Regions from separate parts of the Mus musculus genome. Here regions 1, 2 and 3 are each linked to region 4. Evidence: chromatin contacts called from public promoter capture Hi-C data. All regions are on one chromosome and are shown on one strand. The core of a region is the stretch at or near the end of the contact, and the rest is flanking DNA. Distances in the headings are between cores, read along the strand shown. Region 1 holds the start of Fam227a (family with sequence similarity 227, member A). Region 2 holds the start of Dnal4 (dynein, axonemal, light chain 4). Region 3 holds the start of Gtpbp1 (GTP binding protein 1). Region 4 holds the start of Slc25a17 (solute carrier family 25 (mitochondrial carrier, peroxisomal membrane protein), member 17).

Region 1 (4,772 bases), core at 1,427-3,926, 1.7 Mb after region 4:
CCCATGCAGGAATTCAGTCTTGACTAATAATATAAACCCCGAGGATGCCTTCCCACAGAGTCACCTCTCCACCCAGAGACCACTCCCGCCACCCAGTCTGCACTCACAGAATGTAGGTTGGAGAGAGAGGCCGACTTCCGAGGAGGGGTCTTCTTTGGGCTGAATATGCTGCCAAAGAGAGGCATCCCTAACTCAGTGAGGAAACGCCAGCACTTCCTTCTCCTTCCTGACCCAGCGAGAAAACACCAGCACTTCCGTCTCCTAAAGTCAAACAGATCAGCGACCTCATTTCACTGTTCTCTATCCATTAGAACATCTTACACCTTGATGATTGCCAATTACCGCAGTACCTACTGGGAAGAGTTATCCATTTATACAGAACAGCAAAAGAAGGCTTGAGGTCCTAATAGTTCTGGAAGGAGCTTCCATGTGCTGGGTGCTTCTTATGTGCCAGGCAGTATAGGCTAAGGCCTTTGCATAAACCCATTTCACTCACAACTGCCCCTCGACATGCCTCTCCTAGTCACCCCATTTGGAAAGCCAAGGTCTTTGGTGGGAACGGGCATTGGAACCAAAGTTTGTGTGGCTTCACAGTGATGCTAACCTCAGGCAACTCTGTCACGAGTTGGCCTCGCCAGCATCACAGTGTGGAGCCAGGGAGGAAATTTCTACCATTCCCGTTGGCCAGTAAGAACATCACCAAGTACGGGAACTTCAGCCTGGATGGCATCCTAAAGCCATGAAGCGACACCCGGATTTCACTCCCGGATGCAGAGCGGTACTTATCACAGTCTCGATAAGTATCACGACACTCACCGGCACACTAGCTTTAGTCACAGCACAACGTCCTGCAATGCTCATAAAATCAGTAACATCACTTAGGCTCGGGGAAGAGGTCAGCTTTTTAAATAAAACAAGTAGAGAGAAGTCATAAAACCACAAGGCTTCATGGTACATTTTTTTTTCCAATTATGTGTTTATGTGCTGAATGCATGCATATGTGCAGGTAGGTGTGTGTGTGTGTATCCACTTTATTAATATTTGTGTGCAGATTCGGAGTCTGGAGGGGGGACGTCAGGTGTCCTGTTGCATTCCCTTTAGATGGGGTCTCTCACTGAACCTGGAGCTAGACTGGCGGCCAGCGAGCACAAGCAATCCTGTCTCCGCCACCAACAGTGTTAGCATTGCAGGGGTCCGAGCTTGTAGCAGGCTTTTTTTTTTTTTTTTTTTTTGGTTTTTCGAGATAGGGTTTCTCTGTGTAGCCCTGGCTGTCCTGGAACTTCACTTTGTAGACCAGGCTGGCCTCGAACTCAGAAATCCGCCTGCCTCTGCCTCCCGAGTGCTGGGATTAAAGGCGTGTGCCACCACGCGCCGGCTTGTGGTAGGCTTTTAACTGAGATGTTGGGGACTTGAATCCATGGTCTCACACTTGAGCAGCAAGTACCCACATTCACTGAGCCTTTTCTCTAGTCCCCTTCACAGATTTTTTTTTTTAAACACACACACATACACACACCGTTCAAGGTATCCTAGGGTTCTTTAGGGAAGCTCTCTCATAGAAGACTATGGGCCAAGAAAATTAAAGGTTTGCACTTGGTTCCCAACCAACCCTGTTGCTCACCCTCTGGGGAGTCCAACGTTTTATCATCCCCCAAGGGCCTCAAAGGCTTTGTTTGCTGTTGTTTTTAATGTGTCTGAGTGTTTTGCCTGGGATACCATGGTCGTGCCTTGTGTCTGCAGATTCTACAACTAGAGTTACTGGCGTTTGTGAGCTGGGAATCGAATCCCAGTTCTCTGCAACAGCAACCAGTTCTCTGAGACTCTGATCCATTTCTCCGGCCAGTGACGTCCCTTATTTATAATCACGAATGATAACAGCCTGCAGCTCGTAGGTTAAGAGTGCTTTCATGTTTACAAACTGTTGGGACATTTGATGCTCACCATGACCCTGAGAAGTAGATCAAATTGTCCCCCTTTACAGGGAAATGCACTTACTGTGCGAAGCTTTAGTTTGCATCAGGCTATAAAATACATTCTCTTCATTCTGACAAAAAATAAAGGAAGGAAGCATCTTTGGTTTTCACTGGATTCTCAAAGGGAAAGGTGTCTCGAAAAAGTTAAGAGCCAGCCAGTCTCACGGGTCACAAAACCCAAAGAGTTCTGTACGGGTTAGGAGAAGACCTTCAAAGGATGGGGTCAAAACACCATCTCCGAGTCTCCGTCGCAAGAGGTGCCCGCGGAGCATGCCACGGTCCAGCCTGCCCGCTTCTCCAGGGGTACCCGGGCATCCCACCCACCACTACTGGCACGGATATCCGCCCGCCGCTCCCAGAGGTACCTGTCTGCGAAGCCGGAATCCCGAGCTAGCCTGCAGCTTTCTGCAAGGATCTGCCCAGGCCGCGTCAACCGCCGCGACCGCGATTGGCCGGCGCCGGGCAACCATCGTGCGCATGCGCAGCCTCTCTGGCTTCTACCACTGAGAATGCAGAGGGAGCCAGCTCCGAGACGAGCCTCCGCGAAGCAGCGGAGCCCCTGCGGACTCTCTAAGGTTCACGAATAGAAGAAAGCCTTGGGCACGACTTCTGGAGATACACACATGCCTTGGGCACGACTTCTGGAGATACACACATGCCTTGTGGCATAGGCTGGGAGAGGCATGACCCCCTAAATACGTTGGTCTGGTCCCCGGGTCAGCGCCGCCGTCGTCATAGTAATCGTTTTCCTTGGCAACAAAGCAGGCCGAAAGCTGCTTTGTTGTGTTAAAAATGTTAAGTGGTGACCCAGGCTGGACTCACAGTAGCAAAATGGACCGACCTGCAGCTCCCCCGCCCCGGCCACAAAGCAAACCGCGCCCCTTGGGCCGCGGATGCTGGCGGACATCCGGAGCTTGGTCCGGTCACTGGAGGGGCTGGTGGCGGAACCCGCCCTGACGCTTCTGCCGAAGCTTTCAGGTAAGACAGACGGACAGATATGACGACTCCCTGCCAGTAGCAAACTGGCTCCTGCCAGTCTTGCCTCCTCCACACTCCCACAAGCAAGGGAAACTGAGGTCCAGGGAAGGTTGCCCAGTGTACAAGGGGTAGAGAACTGGAGAGTCAGCTCCAGGATTCCTCAAGTCCTAAGGACATTGTAGCTCGGTTTGGTAAATGAAGAAATGGCCATCCAGGAGGCGTTTCTTGGCTGCCTAGTGGGTGTACGAGGTCATCCCACCATAAAGGACAGGACCCAGCTCCAAGCAGTCTTCCTCCACCTTTGCCACACAGCGTTCGAAGAGAGAATTCCACATCAAAATCAACCATATCTAGTGTAGCAACCGCTACAGAAACATAAAGCAGAACACATTTGAAAGTTGCGATCATTCTAGAAGTTTTTTTGTTTGTTTGTTTGTTTGTATGTTTGTTTGTTTGCTTGTTTGTTTTTTTCGAGACAGGGTTTCTCTGTGTAGCCCTGGCTGTCCTGGAACTCAGTCTGTTGACCAGGCTGGCCTCAAACTCAGAAATCCGCCTGCCTCCCAAGTGCTGGGATTAAAGGCGTCCGCCACCACCGCCAGGCTCTAGAAGCTTTTTGATATTAAACCTTGTGCGCCCTCTACCGGTGCTATCCCCGAAGCACCTTTCGTATTTTGAGATAAAGTCTCCCTGGGTACTCCTTATCTCATCCTCCTGCCTCAGCCTCTCAGTGCTGGAATTACAGACACACACCCAGCCTGCCTTCAACCCCTACCCTTTTGCTTTGTTTGTTTTTTTTTTTTTAAGATTTATTTATTTATTTATTATATGTAAGTACACTGTAGCTGTCCTCAGACACTCCAGAAGAGGGAGTCAGATCTCGTTACGGATGGTTGTGAGCCACCATGTGGTTGCTGGGATTTGAACTTCGGACCTTCGGAAGAGCAGTCGGGTGCTCTTACCCACTGAGCCATCTCACCAGCCCCGCTTTGTTTGTTTGATATTTGAGACTGGGGCTCAATATGTAGTTCTGGCTGCTCTCCCAACTTACAAAAGTCCTCCCGCCTCTTTCTCCAGAGCGCTGGGATTAAAGGCTAGTGCTCCATACCCGGCCCTAGGCTTTTTAACAAGTCAATTCAAAACAGATTAAATTAACTTGACTATTGTTGCACTTAACTCGGTTTGTCCAAAATACGAATAAACAAATATTTTAAATTTTTACCATGTATTGGTTATTAATTTCTTTAGTCACGCTAACCAAATTTCAGAACTTTTGTTTTGGTGTGTGGCTAGTGGCCGTGGGGCTGGGCAGCATCCAGGAGTGTTTTCCTTCCAGCCTCGTTGCCCTCTGTCTGGGAGCTGTTTCTTCTCCCCATCAGCCAGTTAACTCCTGCTCTTCCTTCAGCACCTTGACCTCCGTAACTAGGTCAGAACAAACTGTTGCAGCACTTCAGAGGCAGAGGCAGGAGGAGCTCTGTGAGTTGGAGGCCAGCTCGGACTACATAGCAAGTGCCAGGCCAGCCAGGGCTACGTCATGGTGAGACACTGTCTCAAAAACAAAAACAACAACAACAAATACCCAAAACCACACTGTCACCTCATAACCCTATGTACTTTCTTTGGAAGCAGTCATGAGTTATATAATTCATCATTACATACAGAATTTTGATGAATTATACTTTATAATTATGTACTTATTTTAATTTTACAAGTCTACCTCAATAGCCCCACTAGGGCTATGGATCCAGTCTGGCTCAGTTTACCATCCTGTGCCCAGTTGGAGCACACTTTTTAGTCTGTGGGAAGTCCTCAGTAAATAGTCAC
Region 2 (4,982 bases), core at 697-3,196, 1.6 Mb after region 4:
AAGGCAGGAAGCAGGGCAGGACAGGGCAGGGCTGTAACCTTCAAGGCATGTTCCTTAGCTGCCTACCAGCTAGGTCTGATGTCCCAAAGGTTCCACCACCTGCAACAGTGTTATCAGCTGGAAAGCAAATGTGCAAACCATAAGCCCTTGGCTGACATTTCCTATGGAAACAATAACCACTTGTCAGAAAAACACAGTAATATTAAGGACCAAAGCAAGAGCCCAAGATGGGAGCCAAAAATGAATTAGAGGTCTGGGGGACACAAGAGAGCCAGGTTACCCTGTTACCCAGTAGCTCCCACAAGGTAGCCTGCAGAAAAACACCCTATGATCCTCCATTCCGTTGCAGGAGATCCTGGAATCTGCACTGCAGAAAGATCTATAGGTACTACCTCTGTGATAGAGAACTGTGTGAAGGTTTCTGCGGTTGGTGCTGCCAGCAGGGAAGGAAGATGGTCTAACAATTGCTGTTGCTCCTCAGAAGGTCACTGGTAACCACAAGAGAGGGAATTTCAGAAACATCGTGGGAGTGGAAGCCAGATTGTGGTGGGCGGGAGAATGAATGGGAGGCGAGAAAGAGAGGATGGCAAACAAGGACCCCTTTGGGGGAGTCGTTTGTGTAAGTGACAGAAGTGAGAGCGTCATCCCCCTCAAAGGCTGCCCTTCATCTCCTGGAGAAAGTTGGAAAAGAGGATTAAGGAAATTTGAAGGCTGAGTAAGATTCGCCACAGACAGTCAGAACTTTCCAGGGAGGCTAGCTAGGAACTGTCGTGTGCTGAGCTGAATTCCTGCTGCCAAGTCTCAAACCAAGCCCAATGTGTGTGTTCTGGGTCTGTACACTCAAGCTAGGTTAATCCACTGTCCCAGATCAGACCTTGTTACCACTCTCCCCAAAGCTCTCCAGCAACCAATGACTCTATCTCACCTCACACCAGGGGCCACTTGTGTTTCAAACCTCTCTTTCTTCTGCCCTGCTTCTTTCTTTGTCTTCCCCTCTACTTGACCTACTATGTTGACCCTGCACTCCTACTACGTTGACCCTGCACCCAGGCCTCTTGGAGCTACCGCTGTCCCGCTCCCATTAGCATTCTGGTCATCTTGGGCTCTTCCCGCCTCGTTGTCCCACTTAAAAAGAGCCAGTACCCTGCCAGTCTCTGCTATAGAAGCACGCGGAAACGATTCCATTTCTTCTCATGGCTCTATACCTTCTGAACTGTGCCTTCCGCAGAATCACCAGCTAGTGGGGCTTCATTAATGATTGCATGATACGCATAGAATAAATGTTTAGATTATGGGGCATTCCACTGATCCATTCTTCTTCTTCACCTTCCCCTCAGCAAGAGGCTCTAACACTCTTTGGTCATTTCTTTCCAAGAATCAGAAGCAGGTTCCAGACAACTGCATCTGATGGTACAGGTGTCTCCCAGCCCCTGGGACAAAGCAACCCTGGAGGGTTTGCACAAGGGAAAGATCTGGATTCCTTCTCTGAGGTTATGCCTTGATTCTTTCCTTCAGTCTCTCTAGTTCTACACATTGGCCCAGACGGGATCACGGATGCTGTTAACAGTAAGCACTGTGTTGCGAATCAATGAGACAGTCACTCACTGTAAAGGACTAAAACACTACCTAAGTTCTGGTGGTTATCAGGCTCCTGCGGTCGTCGTAAAATAGCAGATCAGCGTCACGACACCAACAAACTGCATTTGTCATTTTCGATGTCGAAAACTCCCAGGGCAATACAGCTTTAAGAAGTTTGTTCCTCTACAAAGACTACTTCTGCCTGTCCGCAGCTGCTCCGGCAGGCTTAAGACGACTATGAGCGAAGCCCCACCTCCTCGGTCTTTAAGCCACGCCCCTCGCGTAAGCTCCGGCCTCCTAGGCCCCTTCGGAATTAATTGGCACTTCTCTACACCAATAATAAGTGATATTGCTGTCAACGTCCGGTGACGGGACGGGACTTCCGTGATGGTTGCTAAGACACTCTGGCTCGCTCCTTGACAACCCTGGCGGGGGTGCGCTGGCTGTGGCCTCGGCTCCGGCCCCCGCGGGAGCAGGTGAGGGCGCGGAGTGCGGAGGGCAGCGCGGCGGGGAGGGCTGGCCCTGAGGGAGGGCGGGAGGATGCGCGGGGCGGACAAGGCCTGGCCCAACGCTAGGCCCCACCTAGGTCCCCAGCCCGCGGTTCCCGGCCCAGGACCTCCCCTTGTCCCACGTAGGAGACCACGGAGCTTGGCAGTGACATTGCGCACCAGCACCACTTTGCAGGCCGCTCCTCCTCACTCATCTTGGGTCCTGTTTAGCTCCATGCCCTCGCATCCTCCCTGTTTTGACTCCCACTGCACTTTGTCCCCGCACCACCTCGCTGCTGACTGGTGGTCTAAATCGCCTCGTCCCAGATCACTTGGTTTGGAGATTTGGCGATACTCTGGGATTCTAGGCTGACTATTGCCCGACGGGGGGCACTCAGTCTTCCCATCTATAAAGTCGAAATTGGGTTGAATGGTCGCAAAGGCCTTTTGGACTCTGACGTCCTAGCATGATGTTGTGGGACTTAACTGTCAACGCCCCTTAGGATGTGTGTTCTCCTAACCTTTTATGTAATGCAAAGAATTTGGCAAACTTAAGTTGGATTCCCATTGGTAAGAACTACCTAAGATCTCTCTGGGCACCAGTCAGTGCATCTATAAAGCCAATAGTCTGAAGTTCATCTCCTTTGGCAAATGAAGTACAAAGGGTCCAGTCCAGTGTAGACGGTACTTGCTCACTTGTCTTTTTTCTGTGTGTATGTGCGTTCCTGTGTGTGCAGTTACATGTGGAGGCTGGAAGTCAACATTCGGTGTCTTTCACAATCACTCTCCACCTTATTGTCTGAGACAGGGTCTCCCTCTTTGATGCCAGGAGCTCACCACTGGGCTTCATGGCTAATGAGCTTCCAAGGATCCATCCTCTCAGCTGCCTCTCCAATGCTGGGCTCACAGGCATGGCCGCCTCACCCAGCCCTTTACACGGGTGCTGGGATAGAAAACTCTGGTCTTCATACTTTTGTAGCAAGCACTTTATAAACTGACCTCCACCCCCTAATTTCTTCTTTTTGTCTGTTATGACCTCACACTTTCCCTCCTGGGAAGAGCCCAGTGCTTTCCTGCGCAGTATCCCACTCAGTAGCCACTGTCTGCAGATGAACCTCAGGCCTGCTGTCTGGCTCTGCTCTTCCCCTGTGGCTAGGAATTCTTGGGGTACAGGAGTGAGGAAACTGAAAGAGGTTGGTACAGTGATACGAGGATTCATAGCTTCCCTTTTCCAACCATCCATGACTCTGCCATCTTTTCCTCCTGACTAAATGTCTCCATTTGCATTTTGCCAGCTGCTAGCATCAAGCTGGCCTGCCTATCTGTTCTACCTGGTTTCTTCCATGCTCTGGTAGGCTCATCCCTCTGAGAAAGTTATCAAGTTACCTTGATTCTCTCTCCGTGGGGTATCACACCCTCCCCATTCCTGAGACCATTCTGGCCTCTTAGGCCTGTTTTCTGGGCTGATCGCTGTAGCTTCCTGGCTGCCATCCCTGTCAATCCAACTCCCCAACCTCTGTGCTGCCAGCCACCCTGAAAGCTCCAAGAAGCCAGGCAAGGTCGTGATGCTTGCAACCCAAGGGCTTGGCTGTGTCAGCAGTATCACAAGTTCAAGGTCATCAGGAGCTCAGTGGTTCAGTGAGTTCAAAGCCACCCTGTGTTATGTGAGAGCAAAAACAGAATCCAAGGTTGTTTTTTTTTTAAATTTTTTTATTAAGTATTTTCTTCATTTACATTTCCAATGCTATCCCAAAAGTCCCCCATACCCTCCCCCGCCACTCCCCTACCCACCCACTCCCACTTCTTGGTCCTGGCGTTCCCCAGTACTGAAGCAAATAAAGTTTGCAAGACCAATGGGCCTCTCTTTCCAATGATGGCCGACTAGGCCATCTTCTGATACATATGCAGCTAGAGACACGAGCTCTGGGGGTACTGGTTAGTTCATATTGTTGTTCCACCTATAGGATTGCAGACCCCTTTAGCTCCTTGGGTACTTTCTCTAGCTCCTCCATTGGGGATCCCATGATCCATCCAATAGCTGACTGTGAGCATCCAGTAGAATCCAAGTTTTTATGCCTGGGTTTTAGGGCTCTCTACACTTCCACAACCCACCCCCAGCTTTTTTTCCCCCCTCCTTTCTCAATTGTGTTCTTTCTCCCAGTCCTGGGAAGCCTTGAACTTTCTCTTGGGTCCACTGCATTGCTTCTCAGTCCGGAGTCTCCTCCTATGCCCATATGACAGGGCCTTTCTGCCACAAACCACAACTCCTGGGTCAGTTTTCATCTACGTTGCCTCTTGCTTAGTTATAGTGGAGTTGTCAAAAGCGTGGTCTTGAAATCGTGTACACTTGGTGTGGGGCTGTGGCCCTCCGTGTCTCAGCTGGATGGAAAGTCACTTTGCTAGGCTCAGGCCGTGTGCTCCTCAGTGGTAACTGACACAGGGAGAAGAGATTGTGTCTGTCTGACAGGTTTTGGGGGGTGATGAATTTTTGAGAGCCTGTGTGTAGAATCCTTCTCCTGGGCTCTGGCTGAAGATCAGTGTTAAGTAAATACATGTTTCTAAAAATTGTGTGTGTGTTTACATGTTCTATGTGTAGGAGTGCCTGCACATGTGTCTGGACATCTGTGTGGAGGTCAAAGATGGGTGACTGCTATTTTTCTCAATCACTCACCACCTTATGGTTTTGTTAGACAGGGTTTCTCTTCAAACCTGTCACTCACTAATTGACTCTACTGGCTGGCCAACAAGCCCCAGGATCCTCCTGTCCCTGTGTCCCCAGCTCTAGGATTACAGGCACATAGCACAGCACCCAAACACTCTGGTTGTGTGCACTCATGCATGAGAGAAAGAGGGGGTGCGAGCATGCCCATGCTCCCCCAGTGTGCACGTGGAGGTCAAAGGGGAACTTTTTGGAGC
Region 3 (5,272 bases), core at 2,676-5,175, 1.7 Mb after region 4:
ATCAGAATGGTCATAAGTCTCCAAGCCTCACGAGATCTAGGGGCCAGGAGGGACCTCTGTTATCACAGCTATCCAGACTGAGGGAAGTGTGCGGCCTGGACCACAACAGCTCAACAGAAGGGGGGAATCCTGAGTGTCTTCCCCTTGCTGGTTTCAAGAACCACAGAGATCCCCAACCAAGAAGGAAAGAGAAAGCAGAAAGAACCATAGACAGGGCTGGAGAGGAAGCAGGATTAATTCGAGAGCTAGCCAGGACCTCCTCCCTTACCTTAGACAAGAGGTTTCCTTGCTTAACACTTCAATTCCCTGCATGCCAATGAGGAAACCTGAGGTGGAGAGGAAGCATTTCTAGGGCCCCCTGGGCAGGTGGACCCCCAAATTTGTCCTTACTGCTAACACAGGAACTGATATTCAGTTGCTGGTCCCACCCTCCAGACAGACCTGCAGGTACTACAGTGTGGCCACACAAGAGACACATGAGAGGAAAGGGTGGTGGTGGGGAAATGGGCGCCTAAAAAATTGTTTCAAACCAAGAAAGGAAAACTATGCTCACCTGATCCCTGCCCAATGACATATATGGTCTCTCCGCATCCCTCGTCCATCCTCTCCCACATCTGCCGAAGTAGGCTGTCATACTGCTCTGATGTAGGGCTCACTAGAACCAGCTAGAAGAGAAACCAACAGCCTTAGAACCACACTCACTAGAAAGGGCCACAGCTAAAGCTGGTCAACAGCCTGACCAAAGACCCTGACCATACCCCAGGGCACCCGACTGGGACACAGCTGCGCAGCCCCTTACACACTCACACACTCGCCGTCCCTCCTGAAACAGCCTTGTACGACCCAGACGATATACTGAAACGAGTCTGTGTCTGTGCCACAACCCGTAGGAGGAAAGGCGTACACAGCCCACTTCCTGTAGCTTCACAAGAGGACTGGGAGGGAGAAGACAGTCTGGCACTGTGAGGAAGCTGTCCTGCACTTCTGCGTGGTCTTCTGCCTGCAGTGTGCATCAGGGGGTTCAAGGGCAGATTGTTCACTGACAGCCATGCCCTCCACCCACAGCCCAATGCTCTCGTAATAACAGAAGAATTCTGGTCTACCTTGTCTGTCTCGCTTACTACAGTGAAAACTGCCTGCAGAAGGCTATCTCTGTCAACCAAACCCTACAGCCACCAAGGTTAGTGTTAATAGAACCACAGCTGGGCAAATCCTATCGATAACAAAGTATCAACCACTTACTTGGGAGGCCCGTTACCATGAGGCAAGTGGATTTCCTTCTCTAGCCACGACTATGTGACCTCGAACAAAGAACTTAACCTCCCTGAATCTCAATCTTCTCATCTAGAGAGTAAAATATAAAGCATCTGGGCTAGCTCAAGTCTGTAATACCAGCGCTGGAATACCTGAGGCAAGAAAACTGCTATGAGTCTGAAGCTAGCCTGGGCTATAGAATTAGAGCCCATCTTCAAAACAAAAGCATCCAGGCCAGGCTCAACTAACATGCATTCCAGTTATCTTCAACAAGTCATTTCTTCAAGAACTTTGCATGAGTCTCATACCATTCATCAGTAACTGTGTTTCTTGCTGGAAGCTCTCAGAGCCTTAGCTCCTCTCATTTAGCTATATATAGTGAGGGTATACATACCTAATGTCTACTCTTTTCAAGACTTAAATCTATTCAGTTCACCCTTCTCTCCTCCACACTGTCAGTTTTTGTTTTCAACACATACACACACACTCAATTTCAAAGGATTTCTCCAGCTCCTTGATGAAGTAACAGTTCCTTACTCCAGGCAATTAACTAAAATGGTCAAAGAGGTCCCACCCTCTTCACAGCTCTGTCCCAATTTCCCACTGAGCTTTCAGGTTTCTTCAGCTCCCTGACCATGCACTGACATCTAGTCAGTACATTTCCAACAGGCCATTTGACTCATCAGAGTTTAGAATTGTAACCCAGATGCTGCCAGTGTTACATTGTCTCTAGCATTTTGCTTGGATGGAGGTCTCCCTGAGCTTGGCCACCCTTATGATGGTATTAGAGGCACTAGACAGGACCATCATGACAAAAGATGCTAGTTGGCTTCCAAGGGCCCAGCAGAGATTAGAAGGAGAAAGAACAGTTGGGAATTGCTTACTTAGGTTGGGGGCAAAGGTTCTTTCCAGTTTAGAGCCAAGTTTTATGTAGCATTGCCATCATGAGATGTCACATTTTCAAAGCACCATAAAATCTCCCATCCAAGTAGTAATCAGACCCGAGCCTGCTTAGCTTCCGAGATCAGACGAGATCAGGCTCGTTCAGCATAGTATGACCACAGACATCAAAGCTCCATAAAATCTCTATTGTAATTATCCTACAAAGCGCAGGGGGTGGGGCTGCTCTATCTTCCACCAGCTGCTTTTTAATCCTCACAGGGAATCATCATCTATCTAGTGCAAACATTTAGTGAGTCTCTGATATGCATCTGGGACTATAATGGGTCTTAACATTCTCTTCTAATTTTTTTATTTTTTTTAATTTGCGAGACAGGGCTTCTCTGTGTAGCCCTGGCTGTCCTGGAACTCACTCTGTAGACCAGGCTGGCCTCGAACTCAGAAATCCACCTGCCTCTGCCTCCCAAGTGCTGGGATTAAAGGCACGCACCACCACTGCCCAGCTCTCTTCTAATTTTTGCAACACATCTGCATTTTCTTGATGAGATGCTGGAGAAGTGAGAGGTTAAGAAAGTTTCCTAAGGTCACAGACCCTTTTAATGGCAACAGTTGGAAGGGAAGCCCAGTCCCTCCCTTGGCATCAGTTTCTTTAGTGATGTTTGACACTTTCTAAACACCAGTAACATCTTATAGTTACTTTCTTATTTTCCACAATGCCAAGTAAGTGGTGAGATCTTCATTTCTGCCTACCTTCTCAACACCGCAGAAGATGCTACTTAAAGATGCCCTTCCATATTGCATGAATACAAGAGGTGGCTCCACTCGTAAGTGGCAAGGCTGAGGGTCATGCCTATTTTTTTTTTTAATTATAACAAGGCAGGGTGTGGGAAGGCGACGAGTGCCACGGTGTACGAATCAGTTCTCTCCTTCACTAGGTGAGTCCTGGGGATCGAACTGAGGTTGTCAAACTTAGGAGGCAAGCCCCTTTACCTGCTGAGCCATCTTGTCGGTCCCATCTTTTTATTTTATTTGGGTGGACACGGAAAGAGGACGCTCCTCGGACATCATTCTCGCCGACTGAGCAACTACTTTCTGTTTACTTTCCAGAGACCAGGAAGAGAAACGGCTGCCACCCCTTAGACTGGCTACCTGTCTTCGTGAGTATCCCGCCCCCTGCCCAAGCCACCTTGACACTTGGTCCTCCGGGATGCTCCTAGAAGAGGAAGACCCTGCGTCTCAGGGACCCCCCTCCTGGGGAGGGCGGGCTGATCCACACGGGGACAGGGACACAGGGCGCGCGGCCCGAGTCGGGAACCCCGTTCCACGTGGCGGAGCCAAGTGGCAGCGATCGAGGCGGGAGCGGGAAGCGCGGGAGGCCGGGTGGACGCTGCCCGGTGCGGAGAGTGGGCCCGGGCCCGGCAGGTTCGGGAGAGCGGCAGGTGGGCGGGCTGCATCCCTTCAGCGCTCCCGTGAGCCGTGCCACTGGACAGCCGGCTGCCCGCCGTCGCCTCGGAGACCGTCCGGCCCCTCCGCGTACCCCTGGCCCCGCCGCCGCCTCCCGGGCCTACCTTGCTGGTGAGGTCCAGCTCCGGCTCGCCGTTGAGCGCCTCGCCGTCCTCGCTGCAGTCAGAATCGAAGCCGCCATGGAGTCGGGCCGCGGCCGCGGCGGCCCGAGCCGCCCCCGGAGAGCTAGGCTCGGGGGCGAACATCGAGGCCGGCACCGGCGAGTCGACCGGGGAGCGACTCCGCTCCGCCGCCATCTTTAAGAACTTAAGCTAATTCGCAGCCGGCCGCCCGCCCTCCCTCCCTGGCTCATTTAACTAATTTATGCTCGGCCCCGCCCCTTCTTGTTAGAATAATTTATGCGCGGCTTCCCCGCCTCCCGAGACTGTCACGTATCTCTAGCGGAGACACAGAAGACCCAGTCTCTCATTTACCAATCGTCGCAGCTCTCTCAAATACTTTAATGAATAATTAATGAGACCAAAACCCTAACAACAAACGTCGTAGTGGTCGGGAGCCTTGGTCCCACCTCTAGTGGGGCCAACACAGCGTGCACGCTACCTGCCTGGATCCTTCCCGCCAACGGGAGCGAAGCAGAGGTTTGACTGACTTGACAACAATCCAATGAAAAGAGGCATCCATTCTTTACTCCCCACCTCACTTTCCAGAGGCGGGGCCAGCCTCCAAATCATACTGCAAAACAGTCCCGCCTGGAGCCTCTCAAAATGATGGACAAGGGCGGGACCCAATCTTGTCCTCCCTAAGTCCCGCGCGTCTGGCCGCCGCATACCCAGATAGTAAACTGTGAAATGAGCCTGGCACTCCGAATGATTGAAGGCAGTTGCTGCAACACTGTGTCCGGCGTGCTGGCATGCGCAAGGCAATTTTTATAGTAGAATCGATGCTATGTATTCCAGGAGTGGTAATATTACAGCCGCCAGACCAAGACAATTAATTAAATGCTGACCTCAGGGAGTTCCATTCATGACTCCTCGGAGAGCAACTGAGTGAACAGAAAGATGTTGACAGCCCAAACTCTAGCGTAAATCCCCTCACGTTTTTGGTGAACAGCTGAGCCACAGGTCTAGGATCTGTCAAGGTAGTTTCTTGTGGCTTATTTTTCAGTTGCCACTTGTGGAAAGTCCCAGTCCAAAAAAAAAAAAAAAAACCCGCCGTTCGTGTACCTGAAATTCCCGTTTCAAATGTCTGAAAAATTTAGACTATTAGGTGAGTTCTGTTTTTTACCAAGATCTAATTATGCTGGCTGGACCTGGCCACTCCTCCTGGTAATAGATTAAAAAAAAGAGCAGCCGCCTGAGGAAGTACGAGAAATTTAGGGATTGGACCACAGGATGTATATAGTAAGTAAGGAAAAGGGTACAATATAGCCGTCACCTAATTCGGGGAGAGTCTTGTCCTCATTTTTAACGTACTACCAAGTCTGTGAGCAGATGCTGCTGGAAACCTGACCTTAATGGTTTTTTACTGAGATTTGTTTTTATTTTGTATGAATGGTGTGTGTGTGTGTGTGTGTGTGTGTGTGTGTGTGTGTATGTCTGTGTGCCACCTTTGTGCAGGGCCTGTAGAGTCTAAATGGGGCACCGGAACCCTTTTG
Region 4 (4,933 bases), core at 15-2,514:
TGTGGAAATGTAAACTGAATAAAACCCTTTTCTCCCCAACTTGCTTCTTGGTCATGATGTTTTGTGCAGGAATAGAAACCTTAAGACTATCACAGTGGAAGGGTAAAATACTGACTTTGCTTTTAGATTTACCTTTATGTGCATGAGTGCATTTATGTAAGCAGTCCTGGATTCTTTCAGAGGACAGAAAGCTGTGGCGTCTGTCCCGAGGGACATAGAGGGTTGTGTGATAGCAACTGAAGAGCAAGCGTTCTTAGCTGCTGAGCTATATCTATACAGCCCCAAATTGTCAGTTTAAACAAACTATGCTAGAGGTTTAACTACCGGGCCTCAGAGCCTTGATTCTATATCTCGCAGCGGGTGTTGGGATGGCTGAATGGAGAAACGAAGGTTGGAGATATTGACCCACCCCCTTATCTATGGCTATCAGCTTATCCTGGAGGGTTGCTTTTGTTTTGACGCTGTTTCTATAGTTCTGGCTAGCCAACTCCACTTCTCAGCATCCATGGTACTGGGATTACAGGCTACGTTTTAGGGTTTAGGTCTGTTTTGGCTTTTGTTTTGAGACGAGTCTCAGCCCAGGTTAATCTCAAATTCTCTCTGTAGCTGAGGGTGACTCTGTACTAAATTCTTTTAACAAAATTATTTAGTCGTGTGTGTGTGTGTGTGTGTGTGTGTGTATGTCTTAGTGTGCGCGGAAACCCGAGAAGGTCAGACCCCCTGGAACTATACTTGCTTGGGATACTGGGACCTAAACGAGGATCCTCTGCAAAAGCAGTACTTGTTCTTAACTGAGCCAACTCTTCAGTCCCCAGATCCTCTTTCCACTTCCTGAGTACTGTGTTTACTGGTGTTTATGGTTTGCTGGTAGTCATGCTAAGCAAGCACTAACAACTGAGCCTGCCAACATATATTTTGCAAGGAACTGGGGTGCAGGAGTCATTAAGGACTTTTATGTCCTCCCGTTTTATGGGCTTGACTAACCAATTTAGTGTGCAAGCACACTGACAGACTGAGGGGCTAGGAACCTTTGCAGGGGGTGCTCAGAACACAGATCCTTCCATAGCCACTGAGCATTGCTCCGCCCCTTGACCGATCCGGACCAATCGATGTTCAGGGGCGTTCCTGGGCATTTCACACTCGCCTCCCCGGCTGTTCTCCCCAGCGAACCAGGGCAGTCTGTGACCCGGAAGCAGTCGTTCTGGTGGAGGCGGGGGAGACTTCTGAGAGGTGGGGCTTGAGACGGTCCTTTCACGAACCCGCACACTCTGAGGCGCCTGAGTGAAAAGTGTGGCACCATGGCCTCTGTGCTGTCCTACGAAAGTCTGGTACACGCCGTGGCCGGAGCCGTGGTGAGGAGGGGTTTGGGGCTTCGAAGTAAATCTCGGGATGGGTCGGGGAGAAGGGCACGGGGGAGATGTGGGGACCGAATCTGTCACAACTGGAACGAAAAGGACGGGCATAAATGGAAAGTTGCTGCTACAAGAGGGAGGGCGAGGCCAGGAGCCACCCTCTGCCGCAGTCCCCTCTGGACTTTCCCAGAGACTGTCTGGACTATCAGTCACAAAGGTCCAGAGGGAATAGGGAAGAAGATAATTGCTATTTTCTTTGCCTTCTGAAGTTTAAAAGTTTAAGGCCAACCCTTCCCTTACCCAACTCTCACTGCACACAAACTTCGTCCAAATTGGTCCTGCGGAAAAACTAAGTGTGAAGATGGGGTGCTTGCTGTAAGTCTACTGCCAGCCTGGTGTCACACCTTATCCCAGGCAAGTGGCAATAGCTAATGGAACATTCCTAGTCAGCCTTATTGCCAGGAAAAGATAGGGTGTTTGTTTGTTTATTTTTTAAGTCAAGATCGGTGGTGTTATGTACTACCTGTATAGTTACTGTGAGTTAAGTGCTTTGTTCTTCGATTTAGAGGTATCTAAGTTCCTTCCATTTGACACTTCCCTTTTCCCTGAAACTTCACATTCTTGGCACAGGTAACATTCCTCCTCTGGTTCTTTTCCTCAGACTGTTTCCCATGTTCTTCCCTAACTCCCAGCATGTACCTTTAGCCATGTAGAGTCACCGTGGACCATTCCTATCCATTCAGACAGCTTATGTTCCGGTGAAGAGTAATCTGAGTTTTTTAATTCCAATTCTATCATATGTTTACCAGGTAATCTCAAATCTCACGTTTGTAATCTATGAAGAGGGAAGAAAATATTACACTTTTCTTCTAGACCTTGAGAAGTAGGTGAGGGAATATTACATGGTGTCTTATTCAAAAGAGTCGCGTTCCTTTAAATCAACCAGAAGTGCCTTTTGCTCGTTATGAAAGAACTGGGGTGGAAGTTTGTTGTGACATGTTTTCAGTTGGTCATAGGGACCTGTTTGACTGAAGTGGAAATGCAAATGGGGGGCCAAATGATTCATGACTTTGTGTAGGAAAGGGTCAGTGGTTGCACTTACTGATTGACATTTCAAACCCGATCCTCTCTGCTGCCCTGTGGAGAGTAGAATACGGAAGGCACATCTCTCTCAGGCAAGAGATGGCTGTGACCTATTGGTGGAAGGGGTAAGAGAGCATTTGCCTGGAATGGATTTATAAGAACCACCAGGATTTAATGATAGCTTGGGTGTAGCTTAGGGTTGCTTGTGTCTGACAAATTTTTGACTCAAGGAACATGAATGGTCTTCCTCCCAAGTGAACTGACAGTGGTTGTGAAGACTCAAGTTTGGGGGAAAAGTTAAACTTGGTTATAGTTTTGAAGTAGTTAAGGTTGAAGTCCCTGAGAATAGCATGACATTAAATGATTAACTCGCCAAGGAAGTGAACAGGGGACTAAGAAAATAACAGTGACCCAGTGGAAAAGCTGGCTGACCTTAAAAGGTGGGGGAAGGGAGCTTGTGTTACAGAGAAGGCTTGGTAACCAGTGTGGGGTGGAAGGAAACTGAAAAGTGTTCTGCCAACTGCTCAAAGGAAGTATTTCAGGGAGAAGGTGTCGTCCAAGTGTGTCATCTACTTCCAGGAGGTCAAGGAAGGTGAGGACCGAGAACCAGTCATTGATTGGGTTTGTCAAAATGATAAGCCCAGTGGTTAGTTGAGAAGACTAGTTTTGCAGGTTGGCAGGCGAAGTGGAGTGTGACACAGCATAGGAAGATGGAAAATCTGGTTGCTTTTTCTTTCTCTTAGCGAATGTCATTGGTTGAGTTCATTCTGTGGACCATGAGCTCTTCTAGGTTTAAAGAACATAGTGGAGAACAGTCATTTTCTTCACTAATTGTTGGTTCTGGTGGAGAAGCCAGACAGTACAACAAGTACACAAAATGATTTAAATAGTAAATGCTACTAAACAAATAGGGCCAGCAAACACTTTTTAGTGAGGGACATATTTCATGTACTACGTACGGCCATGATGGTGTGAAAGCAGCCATAGGCCATAAGTAAATGAATGGTCTAAGCTTTGTTTCACAGACAATGTCATAGGCACATGCAGTACATTGGCTTTGGCCCACAGACCAGGTTTCTGAGCCCTATGATAAAGCATGATTATGGGCAGGGTGATATATATCTATTAATCAGAACAAAATTTTGTCATTGATTTTTTAGTTGTTGTTGCCTGTTTTTCTTTTGTTAAAGTTTCACTTGAAATTACATACCCTGATTTTGCCATTTACCCCTAAATTATCTATAAGAATAATCCATTGTATTCATGCTTCTTGTCAGAGTAGTAGTATTTCTAGCACATATATGAATGAGAAGTAGCTTTGTATGTTTGGTTATTTGAAATAGGGTCTCACTGTGTAGCCCAGGATAGGCTCAACCTTGTAATCGTTTAAAGCCTCTTAAATCCTAGGGATTATAGGCATGTAGTACCATATCCAGCTGCTTCATGGTGTGTGTGTGTGTGTGTGTGTGTGTGTGTGTGTGTGATGTAGCCCAGGCTGGACTTGAACTCATGATCTTCCTGCCTCTGCTCTGGATATCTTCCCTGGCCATGCTTTGTTATTGTCACTGCTGTGGTTTATTTATCATCATCATCGTGGTCATCCTCCTCCTCCTCATCATCACTATTACTATTAAACTGCCATGCCAAAGGGTTGTTTTCAAACTCTTAGCAGGTTTCTATATTAAAGCTAAATAACACTAAGGTCCAAGCACTAGAGTGCTCTAAGTAGCTCTATGGCCTTGCTACGGCTACCTGGGATAACTATTTGTACATAAAGAGCAGGAGCCCTTTGGGTAGCAGTAGTTGGATCATCGTTGAAGAGTACACCATTGCTCTCTTCAGACACACCAGAAGAGGACATCAGACCCCATTACAGATGATTGTGAGCCAGCATGTAGTTGCTGGGAATTGAACTCAGGACCTCCGAAGAGCAGTTAGTGCTCTTAACCGCTGAGCCGTCTCTCCAGGCCCTGTATGTATTCATATACAAATGAGTGTGCATAGATTTTTGTTGTTTATGTAAATGTTAGTAGAGTTCTACGTACTGGCTTTTTTATTTGCTTGTTATGAGTATTTGTTTTGGAATATAAAGAACATTCCATGTGATTCAATTAGGGCTCCCTGGTTACAGGGTGGAAAAACAGACTGGGTATTTGGAGTAAAAAGATTTCTGAAATAGTCACTGAAGTCTTTTGCTGGCACCACCACTGAAATCAGAGGGTTTTATTCTGATCTTCTGTCCTTACTGAATTCTGATTGAGACTCAAATACTGCTGGAGGCTGTTGTGGCTCACGCCTTTTAAACCCATTGAGGCCAGCCTGGTCTACAGAATGAGCTCCAGGACAGCCAAGGCTACAGAGAAACTGTTTCAGAAAAAGCAAGCAAACAGACAAACAAATGACTCAAGTACCTGTAGAGTCCCTTCTAGCAGAACTTAACACCCTTTGCCCAAGCAAGCCATGACATGCCGAGGGCCAGCCCAAGTGTGGGATATTCT

Evidence for each region. Promoter capture Hi-C pulls out the DNA fragments that hold promoters and counts their contacts. Capture Hi-C pulls out chosen DNA fragments and counts their contacts.
Region 1: a promoter capture Hi-C map of liver shows a contact between it and region 4, with 2.5 times the contacts expected there. The contact joins the promoter of Fam227a here to the promoter of Slc25a17 in region 4. A contact is called at or near these places in 4 of 39 promoter capture datasets (the 3T3-L1 cell line, hippocampal neurons and liver) and 1 of 115 datasets of contacts at active chromatin or transcription factors (astrocytes).
Region 2: a contact with region 4 is called in a promoter capture Hi-C map of adipose tissue, with 3 times the contacts expected there. The contact joins the promoter of Dnal4 here to the promoter of Slc25a17 in region 4. A contact is called at or near these places in 1 of 39 promoter capture datasets (pre-B cells) and 2 of 9 other capture datasets (adipose tissue and liver).
Region 3: a promoter capture Hi-C map of liver shows a contact between it and region 4, with 4 times the contacts expected there. The contact joins the promoter of Gtpbp1 here to the promoter of Slc25a17 in region 4. A contact is called at or near these places in 3 of 39 promoter capture datasets (liver and pre-B cells), 1 of 115 datasets of contacts at active chromatin or transcription factors (embryonic forebrain) and 1 of 9 other capture datasets (liver).

What each region holds. Positions count from the first base shown.
Region 1 is chr15:79,656,860-79,661,631 of GRCm38.p6, reverse strand. Fam227a (family with sequence similarity 227, member A) reads left to right here and starts at 2,676. Exons shown (of 18, transcript NM_029407.1): 1 at 2,676-2,951. Cby1 (chibby family member 1, beta catenin antagonist) reads right to left here and starts at 2,405. Exons shown (of 5, transcript NM_028634.3): 1 at 2,339-2,405; 2 at 108-261. The coding sequence starts at 185.
Region 2 is chr15:79,771,431-79,776,412 of GRCm38.p6, reverse strand. It overlaps Dnal4 (dynein, axonemal, light chain 4), which reads left to right and starts at 1,946. Exons shown (of 4, transcript NM_017470.2): 1 at 1,946-2,054. It overlaps Gm30977 (a long non-coding RNA gene), which reads right to left and starts at 1,885. Exons shown (of 4, transcript XR_875488.3): 1 at 1,627-1,885.
Region 3 is chr15:79,689,549-79,694,820 of GRCm38.p6, reverse strand. Gtpbp1 (GTP binding protein 1) reads right to left here and starts at 3,925. Exons shown (of 12, transcript NM_013818.2): 1 at 3,723-3,925; 2 at 554-665. The coding sequence starts at 3,914.
Region 4 is chr15:81,357,096-81,362,028 of GRCm38.p6, reverse strand. It overlaps Slc25a17 (solute carrier family 25 (mitochondrial carrier, peroxisomal membrane protein), member 17), which reads left to right and starts at 1,264. Exons shown (of 9, transcript NM_011399.3): 1 at 1,264-1,352. The coding sequence starts at 1,299.